Regions from separate parts of the Zea mays genome. Here regions 1 and 2 are each linked to region 3. The links are chromatin contacts, called in public Hi-C maps. All regions are on one chromosome and are shown on one strand. Each heading gives the region's core, a stretch centred on a gene start, on an enhancer-like site or on the middle of the called end of the contact. The rest is flanking DNA. Distances are from core to core; before and after follow the strand shown.

The links. Hi-C and Micro-C count contacts between places; a contact is called where the count stands out from the background.
Region 1: a contact with region 3 is called in a Hi-C map of ear, with 2.2 times the contacts expected there. The contact joins the promoter of LOC100273537 here to the promoter of LOC100282817 in region 3. A contact is called at or near these places in 2 of 25 Hi-C or Micro-C datasets (ear and tassel).
Region 2: a Hi-C map of tassel shows a contact between it and region 3, with 4 times the contacts expected there. The contact joins the promoter of LOC103647023 here to the promoter of LOC100282817 in region 3. A contact is called at or near these places in 6 of 25 Hi-C or Micro-C datasets (bundle sheath, ear, endosperm and 3 more) and 1 of 3 datasets of contacts at active chromatin or transcription factors (leaf).

The regions. Positions count from the first base shown.
Region 1 is chr2:140,328,991-140,332,694 of Zm-B73-REFERENCE-NAM-5.0, forward strand. It overlaps LOC100273537, which reads right to left and starts at 1,946. Exons shown (of 17, transcript NM_001365735.1): 1 at 1,800-1,946; 2 at 1,522-1,631; 3 at 1,325-1,385; 4 at 997-1,184; 5 at 786-915. The coding sequence starts at 1,899.
Region 2 is chr2:140,383,033-140,386,625 of Zm-B73-REFERENCE-NAM-5.0, forward strand. LOC103647023 (CBS domain-containing protein CBSCBSPB3) reads right to left here and starts at 1,507. Exons shown (of 13, transcript XM_008671598.2): 1 at 1,161-1,507; 2 at 919-1,078; 3 at 189-321. The coding sequence starts at 1,321.
Region 3 is chr2:140,542,364-140,545,917 of Zm-B73-REFERENCE-NAM-5.0, forward strand. LOC100282817 (vacuolar ATP synthase 16 kDa proteolipid subunit) reads left to right here and starts at 1,860. Exons shown (of 3, transcript NM_001369229.1): 1 at 1,860-2,090; 2 at 2,401-2,686. The coding sequence starts at 2,012.

The sequences.
Region 1 (3,704 bases), core at 696-3,195, 210 kb before region 3:
AATTAGATAGAAAGGATTTAATGTCTGTCAATCCTCTTTAATCTAGACGTAACCGAGGCCTAAAGCAGCTGCCGCCACTGTTCTGAGCTGCTACGCAACACTGGAGCATGCCTCATGGGCCTGTTGGCGCTTGTACCAGGCAGGGGCCACTCTGGTGGTGCGGTAAAAGTAGTGCTGGGTTTCTACTCAGGGGCCTCTACATCACACATAAATGATTTATATCTTAAAAAAATTATTAAAAAATAAGTGTAAAAAGATATAAGAGATATATTTTGGTGAAGTAACATCTTTAGCACGGTTGTCTAAATCTAGATATAGTTTTACTTATATAATCCACATAAACGAGTCGTGTTTTGAGAAGTCTAGTAGATAAAATACAAGGCTTAGATATATTGTATTATATAAAGAAGTTTTCTTAGCTATATCTAGTGCTTGACCGCAGCATACTATCCAATACTATCCAGTAGCAGAGCTGAACCCTTACGGTGACAGCCTGACATCTTCTAGAAGCAGAGTTGAAGCTGACTAGTGACTGCTGAGCTTTGCTGAGTAGTGAGTACGCATGTATATGGTGCTATATAGTTATACCACTGTCACTTGTTGGTGCTTTTACGGCCGTGATCCATTAACGGCCGGTTCTGCCTAGCTGTTCTGCAGTTCAGAGAAAGATCAACTGCGCGGCGGAATACAATGAGCGCGCAGGAGGAACGGCGGCAAGATCAATTCGTCTACCTGCTACGCCGCCTTCGCCGCCGCTGCTACTGCTATACGCATATACCACGCACCTTGCTGGTATCTGCGGGTGGAGTCCTCGGCCTGCCGCAGCACGTCCGCAGGGTCGCAGCTGATGAAGAAGCCCATGTTCAGGTCCGGCCCTGAACATTCCTCCACGGCTGCCAGGAATCGCCGCGCCACCTGCATGCGTGCAGTGCATGTCGGCATAACGTTTCATTCTACCACCACCGAGTGCCGGCCGGGTCGTTTGCTTATGCTTACCATGGTAGGGGTAGCCTGTCCTGATCTGTACGCCCTGTGGAAGTCCCGCACCGTCCAGCGCCTGAACCCCGCCGCCGGCTCCAACTGGGCCTGGGCAGCAGCTGGGACGCAGGCGACGGCCTCCTGCACGCGCTCCGCCGGCGACAGCCTCGACTCCGTCACGCGCACGCTCTGCTCCTGGATCGCTGCTGCATCCATCGGTTGTCAAGCAGACGGATGGCTTTCATCATACATTAATTATTCAGTCAATCGAATTTTCAGCTTCTAAAACACCCCCTCCTTCCTTTAATTTTCCAGCTGCTCATCAATGCGGGAATCAAGGAACAACCTTGCCATGTGTGGGTGGCCGTGAATAGCGGCGGCTCCGGGATCTCAGCGTCCGAGACGAGCTGCGGGGGCGACGAGGAGGAGGGACGGTGAGTTGACGAGTACTGGATTAGTTCCAGGCTACATGCATTGCACTATTTGCAGCAGCGGCCGGTTCGAAGCAGAGTTTTTCATCCATTCGGGCAGAGCAGCAGGCACCTTGTAGACGAGGTTGTCCCTCTTGAGGACGCCGAGCACGATCCAGCCAAGCACCGGCGTCTCCAGCACCCAGGCCAGCATCTTCACCAGGAACCCGGCCACGCGGGGCGCTGCAAGACGGTCCACGCATGTATCAGCAGCGGAAGAAAGCAAGCAAGCGCGCGCGGAGACGGAGATCGCCTCCGACCATCTACTCAATTGAACAATCAATCATTCTCATGCATGCATGTGCACCGCTGTAGCTGGGATGGGAGAGGTCTGGTCAGGGAGCGAGGGACCTTTCACGTTGGGGCTGATGTAGTGCTCGTCGCTGTCCGGCCCGAGGTCGACCTCTGCCGCCGGCTTGTACACCTTGGGCGGCGGGATGAAGAAACCCATGGACGGTTGGTTGGACTGGAGTGGAAAGGGAGAACTGTGTTGTGTTGTGTGCCTGCAAATGCCAAAGATTGGGAGCTGCTTAATATAACCAGGGAGCAGGGACCTGCAGGGATGGTTTCAGAAACAGAGAGAGACGCTGGCGGCTGCCTGGTGCCTGCCTGCCTGCAATTTTGGCGGGGCAGCAGTGTAACGGATGTGCTTGGGTTAGTAGAAACTTTAGAGCTGATTTGGTGGTCAAGGATCTCGAGATGATTCATGAGAGTAATTCTCTTGTTATTCAAAAATGAATTGCAAGGAGATTTCTCCCCCATGGATCCCTTTGGGATCCCTGGTCACCAAATCAGCCCTTAGGATGCGTTTTGTTGGGAACCGTGAAAAAGCCACTATGACCTGTTAACTGTGGAAAATTTGATGTGAGTTACAGCCATGAAAAAGCTAAAAGCTGTTTGGTTGAACTTGTTGTGAAAAATTATGGATTGAATATAAATTATCTATAATACCCCTAAGGCTTGATATGTTGTTTGTATGCATAATAATCACAATGATGTGATCTCCACATATAAAATTTAAAAAAAATACATATATAAATAAGTGCATTGTTTATCTAAGAAGACTTGTCATCTAGATAAGATAACTAGCTTATATCTCCGTGCATTAGCTAGCGAACTAGCTATCCTATCACGAATGGTGTTCATAGTATCTTCATTATCTCCCTCTACCTCGTGACCACCATTTTGAGATTGATCCCCAACATTTGATGCTCTAGGCATGTACTCATCATCTGCGTCACATATCTCAAACTCCTTATCACGCAACTCACTGTCGTGAATAAAATTATGTAATGCAAAACAAGCTATAATGATCTCTTTCTACCGTTCAACTAAGAAACTCGACATTCTTTCAGTATGCGCCATTTTTGCTTGAGGACCCCAAATGCACGCTCAATGACATTGCAGAGGGAGGAGTGCAAGAAGTTGAATAACTCATGCTTCCCTTGTGGTGGACGTCCACGACGATGACGAAATTCTGGTATTTGGTACGTAGTCCTTTTGAAAGGTTCAAGGTATCTCGTTCGATTTGGATATCCGAAGTCTACAAGGTAGTACTTATTTGAAAAATGAAATCAAATTACTATTGTAAAATATAAATAATTATAGTTCACAAGATAGTATTATAAAATTACCTTTAGGAGGGACATGAAAAGAAGCAAAGTTTGCCAATGCATGATTAAGGATCCATGTGTCATGTGCTGGACCCGCCCATCCAACAACCACAAATGTAAACCTCATGTCAAAGTCACATATCGCAAGTACATTTTGCGATGTATATCCATGATGACAAGTATAGTTAATCACCTTATCAGCTGGTATCAGCTGGCACAACTAACTTAGTATGTGATCCATCTATTGCTCCAATGGCACCTTTGAAATAAGGCCAGAAACGATCTTCTTTCAACTTCTCATGTTCATAGCTAAATGTTGGATCCTTTGGTTTCACGTTTTCTTTTCCTAACTGAAGCAAACACTTCAATACTTCCTTGAACTTCATGTGAATCGTCCATGTGGACTGTACAAAACAGTTTTCTGCTTGGGAAAAAGATTGTGGCCCTCCAACAATCAATAGAAACATTGCTAGTGACTCAGTTGATGTAATAATATGAGTCAATTTCAAACCATAAGAAGAGACCAATAAATCATGAAGTGCCTTAAAAACATCAGGTTTCATTCTAAACATCTTATAAAAATATCTTAGACGATTGAAACATCTCATGACTCATTGATAACCAGACTCTGGAGCTTCTATTT
Region 2 (3,593 bases), core at 257-2,756, 160 kb before region 3:
TATTTCTTTTCTTGAATGTGATGTTATATTAACAGTAGTCAACATCATGGTTTTTAAAGCGATATGGCGAGACAAGGCGTTGGACCGCCGCCTGGACACCTAGGCGAAGTAGGAGACCAAAGCGCCTAGGCATTGGACCACCGCCTGAACGCCTAGGTGACGCCGTTAAAACAGAGGTCAACATATACCTTGGATCATTTTCTGCAGTGCCTCAATAGCAGGTGTGTCCCCCATGACATATAAAGGGTTCCTTGTCATAATCTTGGAGATGATTGTTTGCTCAACCCGCAACCCCTCGGCAATGACCCTTGTAGCTATGTCCTATATCCCAGTTCAAAGGAAATGAATGAAGCATGAAGGTATATTTCGACTAGCTGTTAGATACTGCTGAGTCAATGTCAGATTTGTCCAAACCAACCACAGATGAAAGACGAAAGCATAACAAGCCAATTGCATTTCATCCAATGATTCAAGCAGTGGTATCCATGTATACAAAGTTTCAGCTCCAGAATAAATAAGGACATGCATATAGCATCAGTTATAAGTTTCAATCACAAAGTAATTTAAACAAATAACATAGCATTAGCTAAAGTTGCAATGGTGCAAAGCATCCCACACTAAAGAAATGCATTCTGTTCAGGCACTTGATTGAGACACAAGCTAAGCTTTATGGGAGCGAGTGGAGTACAATCCAAAGCGGTCACTACCTTACTGTGACATTTTTACGTATAAATATGATACTACTTCCGTTCTCGATTATTTATCATTAGCCACTAAAACGCGACAAATAAAAAAGATGGAGGGAAAAATAAAAAAGAAAGGAGGGAATACTTTTTAAGATCCAAACCACTTGGCCGTCAATCATAACCCACCTGGCACCATTAGATTCAAAACTGAAATGATGAAAGAACACGATACCTTGTCGGTGACGATGCCGGAGAGCAGGCCACCGGCGTCGGTGAGCAGCACGGCATCGACCCGCCTCGCTGCCATCCGCCGGCACGCCTCCGAGATCGTGGTCCCCTCCGGGATCGTCAGCGCCTTGGACAGCCGCAGCTTCTTGACCGTCCTCTCCCCTCTGACGAAACAAACCCAACACCTTAGTGACAGTTGAGGCGGAGAGAAGAATCCGAGAAAGGAGAAAGCTTGTGCGGCCTTACGAGGCGTGATCGGGGGAGGCGGCCTTGGTGGGGACATTGCCGTTGCCGTTGGCGGTACTGGCGACGGCGGCCGTGGGATCATCGGACCTGCGGGAGGATGCGGCCGACGGCGGGCGGCTGCGAGTGCGGCGATTAAGGGCCACAGCGGCGGTGGAACTCATGACCGCGGCCGCGTAGGCGTAGGTGGCAGCGGATTCTCTCGACGAGGTAGGGAAGCGACAGCGCCGGCCGGGAATGTTGGGAACGATCGCTGGCTCTTTTGGGCTTCCATGCGCCTGTGGGGCCCCCTGTCACGCTTTGGTCCCTGGTATATTGCAAAACTGCAAATTACAGGCTTTTGCAACCGTGGTGAAAACATTGGGATTTGGGGTCTATTCAAAATTCTAGAATCTGACAAAGAATTTAACTTCATTCATTCGTTTCAGATTATAGATCTCTTTAGTTCTGTCCTATATTGAACTCCTCCGAGAAAAAAAACCAATAGCCTCTATGTAGAAAATTTAATGAAACTAATTTTAATTTAAACATGTTTTTGATCTTTTCTGTAAGATTGATAAAAAAATTAGAGAGGCTAAAGCCTCCTATAATTTAGAAATTGAGAGATTTATCTTTTTTTATCGGAGCTTAAACATACATTTTTTCTAACATTTAGATTTTACCCAATGATATATGGTCATGTGTTTATGGCCGTAAGAGCTAATTTAGCACCTTAAAACGCTTCTCGATTTTGAGTAAAATGCAGTAGCATTCCTTGAACTTTGTACAGTGTGTTACATGGGTCCTATAGCTCAGAAAATCAGCAAAATGTGTCCTCTAACTTAGTCGTCCTATACAAAACCGTCCAAAACCGGGTTTGCTCAAACACGATGTCGATGTGACATGCCACGTTGGAGCATACTAATCAAAGTCAGAGGACAAAGTTCTAGGACCCAAGTGACTCCATCGTGGCACCCACATCAACATCCGGTTTGAGCAAACCCGATTTTGCATGGTCCGACTAAGTTAGAGAACTGGAGCGATGATTGATTCAAATTTGCCTAAAGATCGTGGATTTACATAGGCGGCTCACAAAGGAAAAACAAGGTTAAATGCCCCAGGGATTACAACCAAAGTTTCAGGTGTGATCTGACACGATGTGCCAAGTTCGACGATCATGAATGCAATTTACTCCTCATTTTTTCCTACGAACTTGGAAAGCTCAAAAAATGGTTTTCACAAATTCTGGTTCCACCTCCATGTGCTGTATTTTTTTCTATCTAATCATTTTAAGTGCAACAAGTTAAAATGAATTGTATTTAAGTTGTTCTTCGTCCAAATAATGGTTAAATTTTGAGTAAAGTGTATTTCCAGTCCTTAAACTTATGCGACTACGTCAACCCAGTCCATAAACTTTTAAAGTGTGTCTATTAAGATCATATTCACTATTTGGGTCTCACTTAAAGTCTCATGGGTCGAAACAGACCCGATACAACACTTAGATAAGTGGCACATAGTTTCCTCCGTTGTCTTAGGTATCTGCCAAGGTGAAGGAACTTGCTGTTTATTTTGACCATGAAGACCAATTAGGTACTATAAACTAGGATGATGTGGTGGCGTGCCCTAAGCTAGCACTACTTAAAGTAATTAGCCCCAGTTTGTTAGAAGTGTTACCAGAAAATCAAGGAGAGAAACTTCCAGTGTTCTATACCGACCTTAAGAAGGGATGGGTTGAACAACATGTAGAAACTACAAATGACCCAGCTCACTCTATCGATTCTGATAGTGATGGACATGATTTTTTGTGACAGTGACTATGAGGTGGAACTAGGAGATGCAGATTTATTTGATGAAAATCTTGAAGAAGTTGTAGGAAAATGTGATAAAAAGCTAAAGGCACAAAGTTAAAATCCACAGTGGTTGATAGAACCTTAGGAGATAGTGATAATGAAAAGACATATGTTGAAAGGTTGGACATACCACATTCTGACTCAGATGGTGAAGGATATTTTTAGACATTTGAGGAAGAATATATGTTGAATCCTTCATTCTATGTTGGCCTCATGTTTATTTCAGTTGAAAGACTCAGAAAAGCTACCACAGAGTATAGTGTCAGAAATAAGGTGGAGATTAAAATTGCTAGAAATGATAGGATTAGGGTTAGATCCTGTCACATCCGGTTTTGGAAGGCAAACCAAATGCGAACCATGTACATGCCAGGATCAGAAACTCACGTACACATCGATTACATAGTTGGATATCATCACACATTGCGCAAAATAAACAGCGGAAAAGGTACTTTATTACATAAAGATGTCCAAGACATCCACATAGTCATTAACATAACATAGTCATAAACGTGATCAAAGTGCGAAATACGAAATGTAGCAGATAAGGCCTTCACAGGGAGCTGACTGGGGGTTTGCCACTAACACAACTAGAACTCATCATAATCCT
Region 3 (3,554 bases), core at 610-3,109:
AATGGAAAAAGGAAAAATGCTAAACTGAATAGCTCCTACTTGTTAGTGTTATATATTCCCTTTATATCAAAATATAAAACATTTTTTCTTGATGTTTGTTCTAGGGTTTATGGGTGATATTTTCTAGGGGTGTTCGTGATCATCTAGAATTATTTGGGTGAGGTGTTGGGGTTGTGTTTCCTAGATTTTATTATTGCATATAGTGTTTTAAGCTAGTGACGAGAATTCGAGCAAAACATGAATAAATAGAGAAATTCCATGAAATTAAACTTTGGTAACTTTGGTGGATTGGTGACCCTGGCTCATGAAGCCCAAGTTTTTGCCTTGCTTCGTCTCACTTTCAAGTGAAAGAGATGGATTGAAATGAATATGGGATTTCCTTGCATGGAACACATGTTTCCATTTAGAGAGAAATTTGAGAAATCCATGAGATGGATGAGCGATTGAAGTGTAGGGCTTGCAGTTGAGACGGATCAGGTTGCTAGCACCTTCATTTTCACCACATGCATGATGAAATAAAGAGTTAGGGTTAGGATTTGCATGTGACAAAGAAAGAAGATGTTCTTGAGCTCACTCAAAAGATGTAGATGGGGGTGATGATCTGCATCTTATTCTTGAGATGGTGGTCCTTGATCTTGGCTTGGATCTCTCCTTATGTTCTTTTTATTTTTCGTCTCTTGCTTTTCCTCTCTAGTTCTTGTTTTCTTCACTTTCAAGAGAGAGGAAGGGAGATGCAAGTGATGAGATGAAGTGGAGAGATGGAGTATGGAGCTAAATAATTACATTTGTGTTGATAGGTGGAGACTAGGGTGGGGATAAGAGGACAATTCATCTAAACAAATTCCGATGTATTAGTATTCTCGCAGATAGTGTGGTGGAACTTGAAATTTGAGAATTCTAGAATTGAGATAAAGAGATTAAACTAGGGTTCTAATACAACTCATAATCGTTGTAGGAACCACTTTGGCCCATAGATCACTTTTCGAGCAACAACTTTGTGATTTGACTTAGGTCAAAGACTGAGTTGATTTAGTTTGGACGTGACAGTGTTGTGAAGGTTGTAAGCTAGCTTGGAGTCCTTATCGGTCGAGAGTTGAGGTTAGGGTTTTGCTGTAAGTTGACAATGTTATCTATTGCATGAAGAAGACCAAAGATAAAGGTCTTGTGCTAGCCTGAACATAGACTTGTGATCCAAATGGATAGAGGCGATTAACATAAGTCCATGTCAGGACCCAAGGCATGTGTTGGTTATGGTTATGAGTTTCTAAATTTTTGTGAAAAGTTTAAGGATCAGGACACTAACAAAAACATAAAGTTATGGGATTTGATAGTAACCGGGGAAAAAGGAAAAAATGCTAAACCAAATAGATTCTACTTGTTAGTGTTATATATTCCCTTCATTTCAAAACATAAATCACTTTAGATTTGTATATATATATATATATATATTTTATTTTTTTATTTAGACATATATTAGGTATATATATAAATAAAAAAATGTATGTAAAAACTAACTTGCCTTGTAATTTGGAACAGAGAGAGTAATTGAATTATCTAAAATTCGTTTATAGAAAAACAAATTATCAAACTTGGCTCTTAAAGTCGAGTGACAAGTGCATTGATAAATAGCCAAAATTTTGTACTAATTTTGAAAATAGAGGTTAGCCGTCACGAGTAATGCAAAAATCATTAGCCGTCGATTCTGATGATGGAAGGCCGATGGACACTATGGATTAGAAATCAGATCGTGGCGTGACCGGTGTGGACAGCCACGATCGCCGTCCTCTAGCACGGGAGCTCAGGGACAAAACTGTAAAATAGTCGGTCTCGCGTCTGGAGATTTTCAGATCAGAACCAAACTCGGCTCGAGAGAGATCGCATACGCCTGCCTGCCCACCCACCTCCCCTTTTCCTTCCTCTTCGCCCCAGCGACGCGGCCGCCCGGAGACCGAGCGAGGCAGGCAACCCACCACCGAGAGGCAGGGACAGGAACAGGAAGCCGGAGGCGAAGATGTCGTCGGTGTTCAGCGGCGATGAGACGGCCCCCTTCTTCGGCTTCCTCGGCGCCGCCGCCGCCCTCGTCTTCTCATGTTCGTTCCCCTTCGACCATCCTCCTTTTCCACTTGCTCGCTCATGCGATTCCGTACTCAAAGCTCTAGTTTTTTCCGGATAAAGTTTGGATTTTTCACCGTCCATTGCTCGATCTATCGTTGGGGCTCCATGGCTAGCCCTCGATCTGGCCGAGCTCCAGCCTCCGGTCAGCTCGATTCCGGGCGTGCTGATGCTGGATCTGCCCGATTTGGTCCGATCGGGTGTCAGTCTGTCGGATTCCAGAAAGCGGTGGGCTTTTTCGGTCGGGCAGTTGCTGACTAGGCTGTTATTTTGCTTGATCCGGCGCAGGCATGGGCGCCGCGTACGGGACCGCGAAGAGCGGCGTCGGCGTGGCGTCGATGGGTGTGATGCGGCCGGAGCTCGTCATGAAGTCCATCGTGCCCGTGGTCATGGCTGGTGTGCTCGGTATCTACGGGCTCATCATCGCCGTCATCATCAGCACGGGGATCAACCCCAAGGCCAAGCCCTACTACCTCTTTGATGGCTACGCCCACCTTTCGTCCGGGCTTGCCTGTGGTCTCGCTGGGCTTGCAGCTGGCATGGCCATCGGCATTGTCGGTGATGCTGGAGTCAGGTAAAAGGCTCTCTCTGTAGTGAGCATCATAGATTTACTATGTCCTTTTATTACTGTCTGCTATGCCATGCCATGCCCAGAATGTTAATATTGTGTTATTGACTGCTACAAGGTTAATACTCCTAGCATTAACAATGTGACTCCTTAATGTGCTATATTGAGTGCCCACCTTATCACCATAAGTTATAAGGGCATGTACAACCTTGAGACCATGGAACTGTTTTCTAAGTACAAGAGATAACTAAAAACTGCATGATACAAACTTGAGCCCCTGGATTGTAAATGCAGTCAAGAGACAATATATAAGTCCGTCTCTTGTATTTTTTTTTCAATTAACTCTCTAGAGACTCTTCAAGTGACCACCTAATTAATGGGGTTGTACATGCTCTAAGAATCTAAGTCCATGTACTAATCAAAGTTATTGACATTCAAATTCTCATTATTAGTCTAATTCTTGTCCTGTTGGTCTTGCACATAAATTTTCGTCTTGGGTCATCAAATATTTGAAAAACGAATTGTCTAAAATTATGCCCCCCCTATTGAATACAATTTATAAATATTCTTTCTGACTTGGAACTATTTCTTGTCATTTCAATGATAGCAATATTTTACTCTATGTCAATATGTCATGCTCCTTTTTTTTTTTGATACTGCACTTTCTGGAACATTTTCATTTAACTGGGAACATAGTGTTCATTAGAAGAACATGTAGGTAGGTTTTCTTTCCTCTCTATCTTTAAGCACCCCATGTGTGTAAACAATAGTTGTATGGTGGGAGCACTGACTTAACTTTTAGTTTTGACTGTCATATTGTATTTCATTTTCACTGAAGTATGACCAACCAAAGTTCTACTGTTCCATGAACACA